2 separate regions of the Canis lupus genome follow, and region 1 is linked to region 2. A link is a contact called in public Hi-C data. All regions are on one chromosome and are shown on one strand. Each heading gives the region's core, a stretch centred on a gene start, on an enhancer-like site or on the middle of the called end of the contact. The rest is flanking DNA. Distances are from core to core; before and after follow the strand shown. Region 1 holds the start of CBX7 (chromobox protein homolog 7). Region 2 holds the start of RPL3 (ribosomal protein L3).

Evidence for each region. A called contact is a pair of places that touch in the nucleus more often than the background predicts.
Region 1: a contact with region 2 is called in a Hi-C map of blood, with 4 times the contacts expected there. The contact joins the promoter of CBX7 here to the promoter of RPL3 in region 2. A contact is called at or near these places in 5 of 9 Hi-C or Micro-C datasets (amygdala, blood and liver).

What each region holds. Positions count from the first base shown.
Region 1 is chr10:26,833,926-26,838,995 of UU_Cfam_GSD_1.0, forward strand. CBX7 (chromobox protein homolog 7) reads left to right here and starts at 2,755. Exons shown (of 6, transcript XM_038550531.1): 1 at 2,755-2,860. The coding sequence starts at 2,780.
Region 2 is chr10:26,697,966-26,702,786 of UU_Cfam_GSD_1.0, forward strand. It overlaps RPL3 (ribosomal protein L3), which reads left to right and starts at 2,783. Exons shown (of 10, transcript NM_001252159.1): 1 at 2,783-2,811; 2 at 3,704-3,896; 3 at 4,470-4,638. The coding sequence starts at 2,809. It overlaps LOC102152031 (a long non-coding RNA gene), which reads right to left. Exons shown (of 3, transcript XR_005365576.1): 3 at 1,899-4,821. It overlaps LOC119873833 (a small nucleolar RNA gene), which reads left to right and starts at 3,258; the gene lies at 3,258-3,321.

The DNA of each region.
Region 1 (5,070 bases), core at 1,505-4,004, 140 kb after region 2:
TCTTTGTGGGAACGCTAGTGATGATTGATTCAATTGTGATGATTGATTCAATTCTTTTAACGGTTATGCTTCATACCAGTTGGTACAGAGCCACCACTCTCAACCCCAAGTGCCACAACCACTCCATGGCTGCCCCAGATTCCCCAGATATTCTTTTTTCTTTTTTTAAAGATTTATTTATTTATTCATTCATTCAGAGAGAGAGAGAGATAGTCAGAGAGAGAAGCAGGCTCCATGCAGAGAGCCCAATGCGGGACTCGATGATCCCGAGGATCCAGGATCACACCCTGGGCTGCAGGCGGCGCTAAACCGCTGTGCCACCGGGGCTGCCCCTCCCCAGATATTTTGATGACATATAGATCAAAGAGTTAATGTGGGGGGGGAGCCAGAGGTCTCTTGGACTCTGCTCAATGCTAAGGCTGGCACCTGTTATGAATGCCCAGTGTCCCATTGTTAGATACTTTGGTAATATGACCAGGGATGCTCATTCAGGTTTTCTCAAGTCAGTTTTGCTAAGTTATGCTTTTTCTAGGAATTTTCCAAGTTCATTAAGATTTTTAAGCTACTGGGACGCCTGGGGTGCCTTTATATATTTATCATTATTATTATATATTCATGAGAAACACAGAGAGGCAGAGACACAGGCAGAGGGAGAAGCAGGCTCCATGCAGGGAGCCTGATGTGGGACTCGATCCTAGGACTCCAGGATCATGCCCTGAGCTGAAGGCAGGCGCCAAACCGCTGAGCCACCCAGGGATCCCCCCAAAAAAGATTTTTAAGCTATCGCCATGAAGTTATTCATAATTATCTTTTATCTCTTTTTCTCAATATCGGCAGACTCACTGACTTTTCATTTGCGATATTGGTTAATTGTGCCTTCTCTCTTTTCTCTTGATCAATTTCACCAGAGTTTGTCAGTATAATTAGTATTTTCATAGAAGCAATTTTTGTTTTTGTTTTTGCTGATCTCTTTCATTACCTTCTGCTCTTACTGCACTCTCTCCTTCCTTCTGTTTTATTCTACTTTACTGTTCTTTTTCCAGCTTCTTGAGATGGGCACTTGCTACTTTCCACCTTTTCGCTTTTCTAATAGAAGCATTAAAAGTCATGACTTCCCTTTGAGTCATGCTTTAGCTGTATCTCACAATTTTTTTTTTTCAATTTTTTTTTTTTAGGATTTCATTTTTAAGTAATCTCTATACCTAGTGTGAGCTCAAACTTGGCGATCAAGAGTTGCACACTCTTCTGACCCAGTCGGCCAGGCGCCTCTTCATTTTTAATATGCAATATTTCCTCTCTCATTTAATATGCATAATTTCCATTATGATTTCTTCTGTGATTCATCAGTTATTTAGAAATATACTTCTTAATTTCCAAACACATGGGGCTTTTGAAGTTATCTTTTTGTTGTCAATTTCTGGCTTATTTGTGTTATAGTCAGAGGATCTACTCTTTATGATTTCAAACTTCAGAAATTCCTTGAGATTTACTGTTTTGTAAATATTCCATATATAATTCTGCAGTTGTTGCCACAATGTTCTGTGAAAGTCCAGTAGTCAAATTTCTTAGACCCTTATTGAATATATTTGTTCTACTAATTACAGAAGATTGTGTTTTTAGGTCTCTCACCATAATTTTGGATGTCTATTTTTCTGTATAGTTCTCTTCATGTTTCTTCTATTTTAAGATTATAGAATTTGCACACAAATTTGAAATTGTTCTATCTTTCTGGTGAATTGGATCATTTTCATTATGAAGTGACTTTCTTTGTCTCCAGGGAGTGTTTTTGGTTTTTTTTTCTCCCTAGTATTAAAAGAACTAGATGAGCCTTTTTCTTGTTAGCCTTGGCATGATGCAGTTCCCTGTGCATTCACTTTCATCCTTTCAGTAGCCTTACGTTTTGGGAGTGTCTCTTGTGGATATGCTTTCTAAATTTCATGTAGTTGGATTTTTATCCAGTTTGATGCAAGTCCACTTGCATTTATTGAATTGTAGCACATTTTCATCTAGATCTGTCATATCTTTGTCCCATCGTTCTTGTATTTATTTTTCTCTCTGTTCTTGCTTGGTTTAGGATTAATTGGGTTGATTTTTCTCCTTCTATCTTCCTCCTCTAATATTTCGGATAAGTATTATGCGCTGCACTTCCATTCTTTTAGTTTACCCTGGTAATGACAACTTACATTCTTAACTCGCCCAAGTCTAAGTGCATTTGTTTGGTGGTTTTTTTTTTTTTTAAGATTTATTTATTTATTCATGAGCTACACAGAGAGAGAGAGAGAGAGGCAGAGAAGTAGTCAGAGGGCGAAGCAGACTCCCTGCAGGGACCCCCATGCGGGGACTGGATTCTGAATCACAGAATCACACTCTGAGCTGAAGGAAGACGCTGAGCTACCCAGCCGTCCCTCTGAGTGTATTTGGTATCTCCATTTGCCTCCTTTAGAATATAAGGATCTTAGAACCCTTTTACTCCACTCATTCGATTTACATGCTATTGTTCTTGTGCATTTTAATTCTATTTTTATCCAGAAGACATTGTTATTGTTTTATATTGTCAATGTTCATTGTTCTTTATTCCCCGTTGCATCAGACCTGTCTGTGGTCATCATCCTCCCGTCTGAAGTTCTTCCTCTGGAATTTCCTTGAGGGAGGGTCTGCTAGTGGCAAAGGTTTAGTCTTGGTATTTGCAAATGTTATTATTTTCTCCCCCTCCCGGAAAGGTATTTTCACCGGGCACATAATTCTTGAAAGAAATTTGCACTGGGTAATTAATTCTAAGATGATGGTTATTTTCTTCCTGGACATTAATCATTCCAGCGCCTTCTGGATGGCTTCCGTTGCTGCTGATCAAAAGTCAAGGGTAAATCTATTTCCTTTCTCTCCGCTCCAGACAGAGGCGTTTGGACCTTCTGCTGAGGGGGAATAAGGAGCCATGGGAGGATTTTAAGCACTGGGGTGACCCAGCCAGATCTGCATTGGAGAAAGCGCTCTCGGGCACAGTGTGGCCCCGGCTGGGGGGGGGGGGCGGCGGGGGGCGGCAGCTCGCGCGGAGGTGGTAGCTGCAGGCAGGCGGGAGGAGGAGCGGGTCAGGGAGGCAGGACTCGGGATGCTTGCAGGTAGGCGGCGGGGGCGGCGGGGGCGGCGGGGGCGGCGGGAAGGAGTGCGGGCGCCGCAGCGAAAACAGGAGCGGGCTGGGCGGTCTCGGGGTCCATTCATGTCACAAGCTAGAACGACTAGGGGCCGCGCGCCCCGGCCACACCTGCCGCCAATTATTGCCCAGCCCCGGCGCTCCGCGCAGCCGCCGCCGGACGGACCGCGGGACGGACCGCCCAGCAGGCGCCCGCTGCAGACCCGGGATCTAGGCGCCTCGGTCCGGAGATGCAAATCTCGGCCCGCACGGGGGTCCGCGCCCCGGCCCCGCCCGCCCCTCGGTGGGAGGTGGGACACGTGGCCTCCGCGCCCTGCCCGCTTCTGGTCGGCCCCACGGCGGCGTGTTGTTTCCGGCCTCCCGCAGTCACCGGGGGCGTCCTCAGAAACGCGTCTCGGGGCCACGATGCCGCCCCGCCCCGGTGGCGAGCGACGCCCGCGCCAAATAAGTCCCGCGGGCCGGCGGCGCTCGCTCGGCGGCGGGGGCGGGGGCGGGGCTCCGGCGGGGAGGGGCGGGGCGGGGCGGGCCGGCGGGCAGGGGGAGGGGGGCGTGACCTGCCGGGCGCGAGCCGAGCCCCCGCCCCGCCCCCTCCCCGCGCGCCCGCCCGCCCGCCCGCTCGCGCAGAGGAAAACGTTGCGCAGGTTCAAAAATGGAACGTCGGCGGCGTGAGGGAGCGCGAGGGGGTGTGCGCGCGTGCGCGTGCGCGTGCGCGCCCGGGCGAGGGTGACGGGGTCCCCGCCGGCCCGAGCATCGCGCGCCTCAGCCGCGGCCCCGCAGCTCCGCCCCCGGCCCGGCTCGGCCCGGCCCCGGGCCCGCTCGCCCGCCGCCCCGCATGGAGCTGTCAGCCATCGGCGAGCAGGTGTTCGCGGTGGAGAGCATCCGGAAGAAGCGCGTGCGGAAGGTGAGGCTGCCTGGGGGCGGCTCCCAGGACCCCTGTGGGGTCCCCTGTTGGCCCCAGCACCGTCCCCTCCACGCTGGCGGCGAGGCGGAGAGTGGGGCGGAGGGGGGGGCCCGGGCAGCTCCGTGCTGCTGGGCTCGTCTCCCCAGCCCGTGCCTCAGTTTCCCCTGCCGCCTCGTAGGATGAGTAGAATAAAAAAGTTGTCGGCCCGGCATCCTGGGGGCAGCTGAGCCCGCCAGAGCTGGAGATTAGGATCAGACTGTGGGGATCCCGAATGCCATCCTCCCTCAGCCTTCCCTCATTCTAAATAAGGGGAGATGGAGGCCCGAGCTGAGGAGAAGGCTTGCCTGGCGTGTTAGCGTCGGAGCTGGGTCCCGAACTCAGGACCCCGGACTCGGTACCGAGACCTTGGAAGTTGGAGGCGGAGGTTGAGCCTCCTGCTTCTGAGGTCTCACTCTGGACTTCGACCTTTTCGGAGCCCTCTACCCCCACCTCCGGCTTTCTCCCCGTCTTCCAGCGCACACCTCTCCCTCTTCCCCACCCCAACTCCCGGCCCCGCCCGGCCGCGCTCCGCGAGGCCGCCTACAGCGCTGGGGCATCCTCTAAGCTCCTCCCTCTTCCCTTCGCCTCCAAAGCATTCACCCTGCAATTTAAGGAGGCACCAGTTTCGCTGGGTTCGGGCACCCGCGCCTCGGGGCCGGACTCTGGCGGACCACATTTCCAGTGCACCTGTTTGCAGAGTGGTCACCTCACACTGGAGGTGGGGGATGGAAGCCCTCGGGGAAAGTTCTTCTGGCACTCTCCACCATCCTTGCCCCTTATCTCCTCTCTGCAGCCCCTTGGGAGGCTCCAGGGGCAGGGCTGGGAGGGGTCTTAGAGGTCACCTCCCCCCCCCCCAGTTGACTTGGGCAGAGACTGAGACCCCCCGCAGAGGAAGTGACCTGGTGAAGGTCACACCCCGAGGTAGAGATGGAGATAGAGCAGGAGCTTAAGTTGGTTAATTGCTAGCTCGTGGTCTTTGGAG
Region 2 (4,821 bases), core at 1,533-4,032:
CCTGTAACCCCAACAGAGGGGCAGAGAATTTCACCAGGCCTGGGCCACACAGGAGCAGGAGCAAGAGCTGCTGTGCACCCCTGGCCTGTCGGCTCCTGTTCTGTGGGGCATCATCCTGGTAGCTGGTAGTGGAGGAGCAGGGATGGGGTGCCTTCATGACCCAGAGGCTCTGTGCCCAGGCTCCTGCCTCAGGGGCATTGGGCTGTGCTCATGCCACAAGCTCACATTAACTGATCCTCTGGCCCAAATACTCTGTTATCTGGGCCAGGTGGTTTTGCAACAATCAATGACAGCACAAAAGATCAAGATGTGAGCTCATGTCAAAGAGGGAGCATTACTGCTTCAAAGGGACAAAGGGAGGCAGCCTTTGAAAGTAAAACTGTGATGTTCCAGTTTGGGTCCCCTGTGTTCATGCCCTCATGACAAATGTGACCCAGACCTCTGTGCTAGGCCCTGTACTGGGTGTTGAGCATGTAGGAAACGACATGGTCTCTGCCTACAGGAAGCTTTCAGTCTAGTAAGAGAGATGAATGCTGAAACATTCTCATGTCATTCCCCATTCAGCTCCTCCTCAGGTCCTCTTAACCTTCCACACCTAGGGTTTTACCTGGCTGTAGAGAATATCTGCTCTTTAGGTACCTGAGCAAAGCCTAGGACCCTGTTTTGCTCCTTACTAGAAGTTCTATTTTATTTTTTTCTTTCTTTTTTTTTTTTAAATAATTCTCTCAAATTTTTCTTTATTTATTTTACTATTTTATTTTTTTCATTTTTTAAAAGATCTTAGAGAGAGCACGTGTGTACACAAGCTAGGGAGGGGCGGAGGGAGAGGAAGAGAGGATCTCAACCAGGCTCCTGCTGAACATGGAGCCTGACGTGGGGCTCGATTGCAGGACCCTAAGATCATAACCTGATGCTTAACCCACTAAGCCACCCAGGCAGCCAGCCCTCTTTTCTCTTGATGGTAAAGAGGGAGTTTCTTTTAGGGAGAATAGTCTGTCTAGCACCTTCAGCGATGTCAAACCTTTTAAAAACTCTCCTCATGGTTTTAAATAGTCTTATTTGGCATGTGATGGTGGCTGTCTTGTTCCTCTGTCCTTCACTGATTGTGTGACTTTCGTCAGATTTATTATTTTTCCTCTTGGCCTAAACTTAGTTTTCTCTGTGAGAGGGGACAGACAATATGGGTCATAATCCCTTGTTTGCAATTCTGAAATTAAAAACTTCTTAAGTCATCGGATAGCAAAAACCAAACTGATCTGAATTCTTTAGGCAGCAAAGTCAGCCTTGAACTGATGTGAAGACATTTATATTTATCCCACTCCATGAGAATATTCTCTCTTTTTTAAAACAGAATTAATGTGTTTCATTAAAGAGTTTGGGGAGGATTACATAAGTGTGCACCATATTGCGTGATTTATTTAAAACATGAAAAAATGCTGAGTTTGGAAACACATCTGGCCCCAAAAAGTTCCAATAAGGGACTGAAGACCTGTCAGCGCTGCCCCTCAAGGGATGGTGTGAAGATTAAATGAAATTTTTTTTTTTTTAAAAGAACGATGTGAGCAACGGCCAGGCCCAAGAATCAAATAAAAAGGGGGGATGGAGGTGCAAGGTGATAGATGGGAAAGTTTGTGTGCACGCGTGCTCTCCTACATGAAAAAGGGTGGAGGGGTAGCCAGTTAGGACAGAGCCCAGGTGATCCTGGAGACCCGGGATCGAGTCCCACGTCGGGCTCTCCGCAGGGAGCCTGCTTCTCCCTCTGCCTGTGTCTCTGCCTCTCTCGCTCTCTCTCTCATGAATAAATAATTAAAAAAAAAAAAAAAAAAAGACAGAGCCCAGGGTGGCGGCCTCAGGAGTTAATGCCTCATCCCAAGGAAACGACAGGGAGCCATGCGAAGTAACAAGATGACATTTGATTCTTAAAAAGATTTGGAAAGGCAAGCCTGGAGGTAGGGAGAACGCTTAGGAGCCTCCTGGGCCCCGGGGGTGGGAGAGCGTGGGGGCGGGTGCGCAAGCGACATCTGCGAGGGTCCCTGGGGCTGCAGGGCCAGGCTCCGGGGCTGGGCAGCCGGACCCGTCCCCGCAGGTCCTGAGGTCGTTTAGGCGCCACAGCGACCCCAGAAGCAGGACCACAGCAGCTGGACACCGGGAGCAGCGGCCGAGATGGGGCTCCGGGGGCGCACGTCGGAAATCAGAACGCACTGAAGGCAGGTTGGGTGTCGGGGAAGCAGCTTTGGGCTGGGAGCCAGGAAACCGGGCTTTCGCTCTTTTCTTTCCAACTTTGAGCAGGTGGCAGCGGGGCAACTCGTCCCAGCTCAGCGTGCCCGCCAAACGGCAACACCGCAGATCCGCTGCGTGGGACGGAACCCGGAGAGGCGTGTGCGGGCGCTTCGGCACTGAAACCCGCAGCCGGGTTATCCAATCCTAGAGGTGACTGCATCTCACAGGAAAAAGACGCAGCCGCGTAGCTTCAGCGTAACGGCGTCTTCGACCAAATTTGGCAGCTACCCAAACCCCTACAGTCGTCGCGCTCCAAAGCTCTGCCAGCGTTTCCGCGACGCTTCGCGAAGTTTGAACCCAGCCGCTTGCCGTAGTTTCTAGTCCCCGCCCCCCGTGGACGGCGTCCCGCTCCGAAGCAAACGCTAGGCGAGGACGAGCGAGCGTGGAAATGGCGGCCTGCACCCGCCCCCCGACCCAGCGTCCCCCGCGGGCGCGCGCTCGTACGCCGGAAGGGGCGGGCCCAGGCCGGGCTATATAAATGACTGGTCGCTCGTGGCCCGACCTCTACCGGCTGTACTGGGCGGCACGATGGTACGTATCATGGCGGTTTCCTCCTCGTTGGCGCGGCGGTGGGGCTCAATCCGCGGCGCAGCGCCGCCATCTCACCTCGGCGGGGGCCGGGGGCCTGCTCCAAGAGCGCGGGGCGCTTAGCGCGATCCGCAGTGAGGCCTATTTTCTGAAAACGCGTGAGGCTTGTGGTTGGTTTGGGGCCCGCCAGGCGGCTGGCGAACGCCCGCGGGGCGGGCTCCGGTATGGAGGTCTCGAGTCCCGGATAATACCTGGGGCTCGAGCTCACTGAGTTGGTGCTAGTGTAAGCTGGAGTTCGTAGGTACGTGGGCCGGGAGGACCTTGAGTCGGGGCGCTGGGCTTGTGCCGGCACGTGGGAGGGGAGCCCGGGCTGGGGTTGCCGAGGCCCCGCGCTGACCTGCGTGGGAGGCCGGTACCACCCGTGAGGTGAGGCCTCGAGTCCTAGGAGCCACAGATGATGAACTTTCTGACGGGCGGACAGATCCTCTGTGCTGATTGTCACGTTCTGATTTGGCTCTGTGGTGGCCTTCGTGTCTGGGGCCGGCGGGGAGCCCCTTGGTCCCCGCAGCCCCCTTGTCAGGATCTGGGCTGACTGGATGGCAGAGGCACCTGTGACTTAATGACCTCACCTGGTGTGCTTTTGGCCCATTTAGAGAAGGGGAGGTTCCATCTTAAAGTTACAAAATGAGGTTTTGAGGTAAAGATTCAGTTTAGGCCGCAGGGCCTTGTGCAAGGTGAACCCAGTCCAGCCCGTAAGCACACTTGTTAGCTGGGGCGCAGGGCCTCTGGCGCGGGCTCGGCATTGTGGAGAATCCTTCGCCACTGAGGCAAGCCCGGCATCAGGAGTGAGCTACATAAGAGGGGTTGGGAGTGCTCATGTTATCTTTTCTCCCAGTCCCACAGGAAGTTCTCCGCTCCCAGGCATGGGTCCCTGGGCTTCTTGCCTCGGAAACGCAGCAGCCGCCACCGTGGGAAGGTGAAGAGCTTCCCCAAGGATGACTCTTCCAAGCCTGTCCACCTCACAGCCTTCCTGGGCTACAAGGCCGGCATGACTCACATCGTGCGGGAGGTGGACCGGCCAGGATCCAGTGAGTACAAGCGGGATCCTTCACGCTGGTTGGGGGTGGCCTGGACGGTAGTCCCGAGAGGGCAGACTTGACGGGGTGGGAATCCCCATGGGGTTTGATTAACACTAAAGACTGCGGGTGGCTGGTGTTGCTTTAGGTGGGGGGATGTACTGAAGTCAGCGTTACGAGTAAATTTTTTAACTTTTTGTAAGAGTGCTCAGAGTGAGCAGGGGGAGAGAGAAAGCAGACTCCCCACTGACCAGGGAGCCCAATCCCCGGACCCTGGGATCATGACCTGAGGTAAAGGCAGATGCTTAACCAACTGAGCCACGCAAGTGCCCCAGAGATTTGTGATAGATGAGAATTAAAACGAGCCAGCGAAAGAGTTTTGTTGAGTTAGAATTCTAATGTATGGAGTAAGGACAAGCCTGGGAGTCTAGACGGCCTGTAAGGACCCCATTTCTGAAAAGTCCCCTGCTAGCTGAAGCTGGTTGCACTCTTGACCCAGATGGGGATTTCACACTTCTGCAAAAACGCTTATTCCTTATTGGGGATTTAGCTGTCCCACTCAAGTCTGACCACTCTTTTTGGCAGAGGTGAACAAGAAGGAAGTGGTGGAGGCTGTGACCATTGTGGAGACCCCACCCATGGTGGTTGTGGGCATCGTTGGCTATGTGGAAACCCCTCGAGGCCTCCGTACCTTTAAGACCATCTTTGCTGAGCACATCAGTGACGAATGCAAAAGGCGCTTCTATAAGAACTGGTAAGGGACAAGGAGGCCGTGCACTCTGGATGAGGAGAGCAAGTACCCTGTGCTGGGCTTCACTCTGGTGGGGAAGAGCTGCTCTGGTGTCTGGTTTAGTTGCCAGAACAAATTGTGAGGGCAGACCTTGAGCAGCACCTCTAGACCTTCACGTTCAGCTTAGTGTTAGGTGTTGGGTGAGGA